Linked DNA regions of Triticum aestivum: region 1 is linked to region 2. Evidence: chromatin contacts called from public Hi-C data. All regions are on one chromosome and are shown on one strand. Each heading gives the region's core, a stretch centred on a gene start, on an enhancer-like site or on the middle of the called end of the contact. The rest is flanking DNA. Distances are from core to core; before and after follow the strand shown.

Region 1 (3,550 bases), core at 775-3,274, 180 kb after region 2:
GGTGCAACGGCCCAAGAATATTACCATTTCTTGAAACGCGGGTATCAACTCGTTCACCGCATCTTAATGTATTTTGTACATCCTCTTTCACTACTATCGAAATATTTAGATTGTCATTTTAACTAATACCCATACAATCATAAGCTATGAGCAGACAGGCGATTCTTTCCCCACTGCTCTTGCCTATTCATTCTATGTACTTTTGACAAATCCAAATTATTATTTTCTCTCACGCGGTAAGTTACACTAATGTACTATTCTGAATTGCATTTTCCAATTTAATATCCTTTTATGCACTGCAATGCCTGAATACTTTGCGGCATGCATGTTGTTGCAATTCTAGTACTTGCATTCCATTATCCTACTTCATTTTGGGAATCATGCTTTGTACGTGCTGCATTATCAAGCCCTTTTCAAGAGGCATCAATGCAAGATTTTGAAGAATAGGATTCGGTGAAATTTGAGTTCTCACCAAACGGGCAATTATCTTCCAGGTCGGGTACAAGTTTTGTTGCAGTTCTGGCTCCTGCCTTCCAACTCCATATTATAATGTGTGTCATGTTTCTGGTGAGACACACACCACTTTCCCGGTGTGCCAAGTGTCTCTCACCTGGTCGGGTACACCATTGTTTGCTTGCGATTACATCTTGAATTTATGTGTCATGTTTCTGGTGAGACACACACCACTTTTCCGGTGTGCCAAGTGTCTCTCTTTTCCATTTGGGGCTGCGTTCACTTTGAATATAATTTTTACACTTGTAAAATAATAAAGATCACATAATGTGTTTCCCCCAAAATATAGATTAATGTCTAGCTTACAGAGATAACAAATCGTCTTCATTTTACTGGTAAATATTGACGGCTCCTTTGATCCAACAAGCAAAGTTGAGGGTTGGGTGTGATTGTTAAAAGTATGGCGGGTTGATTATTGCTACTGTTGTTGGGTATGTGCAACAAGGAAGACGTTTTCGACTTGTTGAAGACAGTAGGTATAGCAGTTCTCAGCCTGATGTAGTATTGGCGTTTAATGGGGCATTAAAAAAGTTGTATACAAAATTAATTTGCTTTCTTGGTGGCGGCTCTGGGAGGGAAGGAGCACCATGTTGTGAACATGGTTCTCTTCAAAATATATTTCTTTGTTGGTTAGCTGTTTCCATAAAGAAATAGTCAATATTATTTCTCATGCATCAACTTAATTATTTTAGTGGAGCTGAGCATTATGAGGATTTGTAAAGGTTTTGGATTTGCTAATCTGAACAACCATTATGATAAAATGGAAGTTGTCTATTCATCTTTTTTTAGGAAACATGTGCTTTCATCATATCAAAGGTCTACAGTAAGCATCATTGCCCAGCGTAGAGTTATATCTGCTTGGGTTTGTCCCAACTAATTAATTGGACTATCCCCTTAATTAGTCCATGTATTTGTATCATCCAGTGCAGCTAAGTATATCTAAAAAACGAGTGTGAATGGGTTATTGAAGGCGGCCGAAGAAGCGCATCCACCTTACACCTCACCTCCGGCTGCCTTCGCTATCTTGTGAAGTTTGGGTTTGTATCCTTGTAAGACTTCTTTCTATGTTGCTTTTCTTGGTTCGATTTTTGCGATGTCCCTCCTCCATGATATCAGGTGCAGCTACGAAGAATAAATGTCGCTCCATGCATGAAAACGCTGGTGCCAAGAAGCTCAGTTAGGATATATCATGTGTTGCACGTACATGCTTACTACTCCCTCCGTTTCAAAATAGATGACCCAACTTCATCTATTTTGAAACGGAGGGAGTAGTTTCTAGATAAAATTGAATTCATAACTGACTCAGCATTTTTTTTGTCCACAAGCACTGCTATGCGAACGATAAAATTGCTGCTGCGGCCACCGTTGGATGCAGTTTGCCAGCACTTCCACCGCGGTCGATTCGAGTATCGTGTGCTTATCGGCAAGGAAGCGTCGTGCGCACGGCAAGTTTCGTTTTTTCACCCGATCCAAAGAGGCCCTTAGAAGCCATATTTTGACTTCTAAAAAAAGGAAAATAAGCCGGCCTCGCCGACCCGTGCGGTCTCCTGTCCTCACACCCCGTCCGCGCGGAGCTCTAACCCTAACCTAACCCTAGCGCGCCGCCGCCGCCACCCCGCCTCCTCCCGGCCCGTCGCGCCGCCAACCCACCCGGACCCCATCCGCCACAGCCAAACCCAAATTCCGCAACATCGCCGTTCTTCTCCTCCTCCGCCGCCGCCATGAGTCGCAAAAACGCCTCCTCGTCCACCTCAGCCGCCGCCACGAGCCGCAAGAACGCCCCCTCGTCCTCCTCGGCCGCGGGCGCCGCCAGCAAGAAGGAAAAACCTCTCTCCGTGTCGGCCATGCTAGCCTCGATGGACGGCACGGCGCCCAAATCCAAGCCCGCCAAGGCGGCGCCCAAGCCCAAGCCCTCCAAGGCGCCCGCGTCGTCGTACATGGGCGGCATCGACCTGCCCCCGTCGGACGACGAGGAGGACGAGGCCGACGTCGCCGCCGTCGCCGCCAAGCCCAAGCCGTCTCGCGCCACCGTCGACCTCAACGCCCTCGCGCCCTCGGACAAGGACTCGAAGAAGAAGGAGAAGCGCGAGATGATGGCGGCGGCCGTCGCCGAGGCTGCCAAGCGGGAGGCGCTCCGCGACGACCGCGACGCCTTCTCCGTCGTCATCGGAGCGCGCGTCCCCGGATCCGCTGCCGAGGGCGATGCCGCCGATGGAAACATCAAGGACATCGTGCTCGACAACTTCTCTGTCTCTGCGCGAGGAAAGGAGCTACTCAAGGGCGCCTCCCTCCGGATCTCGCATGGTCGCCGCTACGGTCTCGTGGGGCCCAATGGCATGGGCAAATCTACCCTCCTGAAGCTGCTCTCTTGGCGGCAGGTGCCCGTGCCCAAGAACATTGATGTCCTGCTTGTGGAGCAGGAGATTGTTGGTGATGACCGCTCGGCAACCGAGGCGGTGGTTGCAGCCAATGAGGAGCTTACGGCGCTCCGGGCTGAGCAGGCAAAGCTTGAGGCCTCTGATGATCCCGATGACAACGAGAAGCTTGCCGAGGTATACGAGAAGCTAAATCTATGCGATTCTGATGCTGCACGAGCGCGTGCGTCCAAAATCCTTGCGGGGCTGGGGTTTGATCAGGCAATGCAGGCAAGGTCCACAAAGTCCTTCAGTGGTGGCTGGAGGATGCGCATCTCGCTTGCCCGTGCTCTCTTCATGCAGCCAACATTGCTGCTCCTTGATGAGCCTACCAACCATTTGGACCTCCGAGCTGTGCTTTGGTTGGAGCAGTACTTGTGCTCACAGTGGAAGAAGACCCTAATTGTGGTTTCCCATGACCGGGACTTCTTGAACACAGTGTGCAATGATATCATTCATTTGCACGATAAGAGTCTGCATGTTTACCGTGGTAATTTTGATGACTTTGAGAGCGGGTATGAGCAGAAGAGGAAGGAGATGAACAAGAAGTTTGAGGTGTATGAAAAGCAGATGAAAGCAGCAAGGAAGACTGGGAGCAAGGCTGCACAAGATAAGGTTAAAGA
Region 2 (3,809 bases), core at 151-2,650:
ATTTTTCGAATTCGTTAACATTTTTTAAATCCACAAACAGTTCTTGTTCATGAACATTTTTTGAATTCACGAATAATATTTCAAGCTCGTTAACTGTTTCTGAGTTCCTGAACACTATTTCAAATCCTCGAGCAATGTTTGAATGTGTGGACATTTTTATTGTGTCACGAACAAATTTTGAATTCGTCAACATTTTTGAATCCACGAATTATTTTTGAATTTGTGAACTTTCTTTGAATTCATGAGCACTTTACGAATTTGTGAACATATTTTCAATCCGTGATATTTTTTAATTCGTGAACATATTTTGAATTTACATTCTTTTTTGAATCCATATTAAAACGACCTTCGAAAAAACTAGGTGCAAAAAAAAGGACGCATTCCTGGGCGGGCCCACTAACTGGAGGCTGTGAGCGCGCGCGATGGGGCTTCGAGCAGCCCGGCCGGGTGAGGTCATGCGCACGATAGCACGAGCGCTGTGCCCATGTCACTTTCTATTTGTTTTTTCACGGTGACAGGTCGGGTTGCCTACCGGATCCACCTCGCCGTTCGTTGGCCTAGCCTCGCAAGATTCGCGTCACCTCCATGATCTCCATCACCGTTCACCGGATCTGCTACCATCGACTCGTCTTGCTGGCCCCGCCCACCGGCCGGCACCACCGTGGCGTCGCCGTTCTCCGTCTGGCATCGGATTAGCGACGGTTCTCCGCTCTCGGCTTAGCGACGGTAGGAGTTCCATACACATCTGTAATACTGTATCGTACTTTCGTAATGAAAAATCAGTAAATCATCCTGCTTCCGAAGAGCTGTGCCGCATTACTCTAACCTAGGCACGTATGTAAATTTCTACCTTTGCCACAAACACCGCAAATTTGCAACAGCGGGATTTCTTTACTCTGGTCAGGCAAGCAAATTAAGGAAGGAGTACACATTCAGAGAAGCACGAAAAACAAAGCACAGAACAACACTACCAAACGGCGAACAGAACAGGACACTACCCAACAGCCAGGGAAGAACTCGTACGTACGTACACACAAACGTGAACTACACAGCTACTAATCAGGCGCCGTACTTGTAGCTTCCCATGTCCTCCGCGATCATGTCCAGGTCCCTGGAGGGCACGGCCATCGACATTGCCCGCCGGTGGCGCCCCGCCGGCGCCCTCGCGGGCTGCTGCTCGGAGGCGTCCGCCCCCGCCGCGGCGGGCTTCCGCTGCTCGCCGACGCCGTCGGCCGGCACGTCCTCCAGGCTGGCGAAGTTCTCCGGCAGCGAGAACACGCTCTGCGACGCCCTCCTCTGGTGCCTCCCCGGCCTCTGCGACATCTTGATTCTTGAAGAGAAACTACTGAGACTGGGGTCGAGCCGTCGAGGAGACCTAGCTAGCTCTAGCTACTACTACGATGTGATGCTACCGCCTGCTTGATTGAATTACAGGACGCCACCGATGTATATATAGGCCCGCCCAGCGCACGCTCGTCTGCCATTTGTTTTTCCAACTATTACGAGCCTGTTCACCAGTACCAGCAGTACAATTATTGTAACATGGAGTAGAGATTAAATTTGTGAGCGATCTGGCAGTTCCTGGCTCCAAAGGCCATTGACTTTGTGCATGCATATCCATGGCGCGCCGAGCGGCATGCATGTGCATGTGCATGCGCATGGCTCCTACCCGCCCCGCGCGTCTGGTTAAGGACTTGCTTGGTGGACGTGGCCATCAATTAAGCATACGAGCATCTCGATGATTACCAGATTAACGTTCGTCTTCGCTGATGTGGTGCTCTCATCTTTGCAAAGTATAGCCAACTTGGCACGTACTTCTGGCTGCTGCTCCCTTGGTTGACATGGCTGGCTGCTCAGTACTGTATGCCCTCCGTACGTTTCGGATGTCGCTAGGAAGCTTCCTACGAGCGTAAACAAATGGCACTCATGAGGCGCATGTACAGGAATCTCAGGACCGGGCTCGCCATTTTTATTGGGTTAGTGCTTCACTCATGAGCCGTCCTGATATATTTAGCAGAGAGCCACGTGCAAACCGAAGAGGGAATCAAGCATGCAATAACAAAAGCAAATCATGCACAGTTATCACTAATCGAACTTATTTTCTTAAACGTCTATTTTATCACAAAAATGAGCTGGTACGGATCGGGGGTTCCTTGCTAACGGTTCTATACGGAGAACCTAGTAATTATTCCCTTGAATTCCAGCACGACATATATCGTTAGTTCTAGCAGCATAGAGCATAAATGCATAATGCTCCTACACTGCCCAATAAGTGCATGTTAATTAACCGATTAGAAATTGGTTTATTCAGTACTGTACCACCTTTTCTGTTCCAATGGAATTAGTATTGTTTTTCCAGTTTTGGAGGAAACACATCGTTTCGTTTTGTAGGTGCTACATCTCGAAAGAACCCCTGATAGAGCTAGCTGGATGTTCTTGCCTAAAAAAAGAAAAAAAAATGCCGGGCGGTGTTAACGTACTGTCAGCACAGAGGCACCCGCATGTTAGTAGATTCCGGAACTCGTAGCCCGCGTCCAGTGCAAGCTCACATGGGTCGATCGACCGGGCCATGATACGCTCGTAACCCACACATGCACAAATCATTGCTTTCTTTTTTCTTTTGAATCAAATTATGAGCTTTATTTTATCTTATATATATAGGAGTAACTATTTTTTTAAGAAACACCTGCAATTCTATTCATACTAGTAACCATTACAAATACACTAATGTTATACACCAGCCGGAAGAGGGGGGTGGATACAAAGAGAGACTCGTTTCAGAGTGCTAGAAATATTAGCACTTTATCGATTAATCAAATCCACAAATAGATAGTAAGCATGGCAAGGAGAGTATGCAACTAACACCAATACCTAAGCATGTGAGCACGTACAGTACATAGAACCAAGACATCACTTTTTAGTTACTTTACTTCTCCCCAATAGAGCTTAGAAGTAAGAATTTATTGGCGATGAAGCTCAACCCTCTCTCGAACTGAGCTATTTCCGCTTTTTCGAACAAAAAGTTCGTAGATAAGGCCCTACTCTTTGATAAAGCGCCACAAATTCCTGAATGACCTCGCAATAAATATGTAAATTCGTTTCGCAAAAATTCAGAGATTTTCGATCTCCCCCAGGCGGAGTGTTTCACGCGTTAGCTAGGCCCCTGATCCGCGTAGACCAAGGGCGAACACTCATCGTTTACGGCATGGACTACAAAAGAAATTTTTTCAACAAAAATGTGAATTAGGAAGGATTGGTCGACGAAATATGAATCGGAGACTTAATCTTGGATCAATAATTCACTTATAGAAATAGAATAGAATAGAAATATCAAGAGAAACACTCTTCTTTCCGAACATCCATTTCTAGTGGGGGACCCCGGTATACTGTACTAATATGTGTAGGTCCCTGTAATTCGAGTGAGAGCCGAAGATTCTAGGGGGCTACAGCTGCGCTTTTGCAGCACCGGAACATACATCATATACAGCTAGCACATTAACGAGCAAATAGGGGATGAACAAATCATACCCTCCGGTTGAGGTAAACGCGGCGGCGTGGTAGCAACAGCCTCTGCGTCGTCCGCGACCTTCTTCTTGGCGGCGACAGCGGCCATGGAGTCGATGCAGGGAAGTAGTCAAAGGGGGCGAAGACGGGGACGGATCGGGAGCAGTCGCGTCGAGACGCTCCCCAAAAACCTTATTGCTGTTCTCCCGGGCAGGATCTCGAACGACAGGGTTCCGGAGGCACCCGCTCTCCTGACCAACCATGCACGCGGTCGTCGGGATGGGATCCCCAGAAGCAGCACAGTG

Evidence for each region. Hi-C and Micro-C count contacts between places; a contact is called where the count stands out from the background.
Region 1: a Hi-C map of leaf shows a contact between it and region 2, with 4 times the contacts expected there. The contact joins the promoter of LOC123079679 here to the promoter of LOC123074955 in region 2. A contact is called at or near these places in 2 of 5 Hi-C or Micro-C datasets (both in leaf).

Annotation. Positions count from the first base shown.
Region 1 is chr3D:462,002,765-462,006,314 of IWGSC CS RefSeq v2.1, forward strand. LOC123079679 (ABC transporter F family member 4) reads left to right here and starts at 2,025. Exons shown (of 1, transcript XM_044502479.1): 1 at 2,025-3,550. The coding sequence starts at 2,235.
Region 2 is chr3D:461,825,554-461,829,362 of IWGSC CS RefSeq v2.1, forward strand. It overlaps LOC123074955, which reads right to left and starts at 1,401. Exons shown (of 1, transcript XM_044497673.1): 1 at 872-1,401. The coding sequence starts at 1,323. The coding sequence ends at 1,060.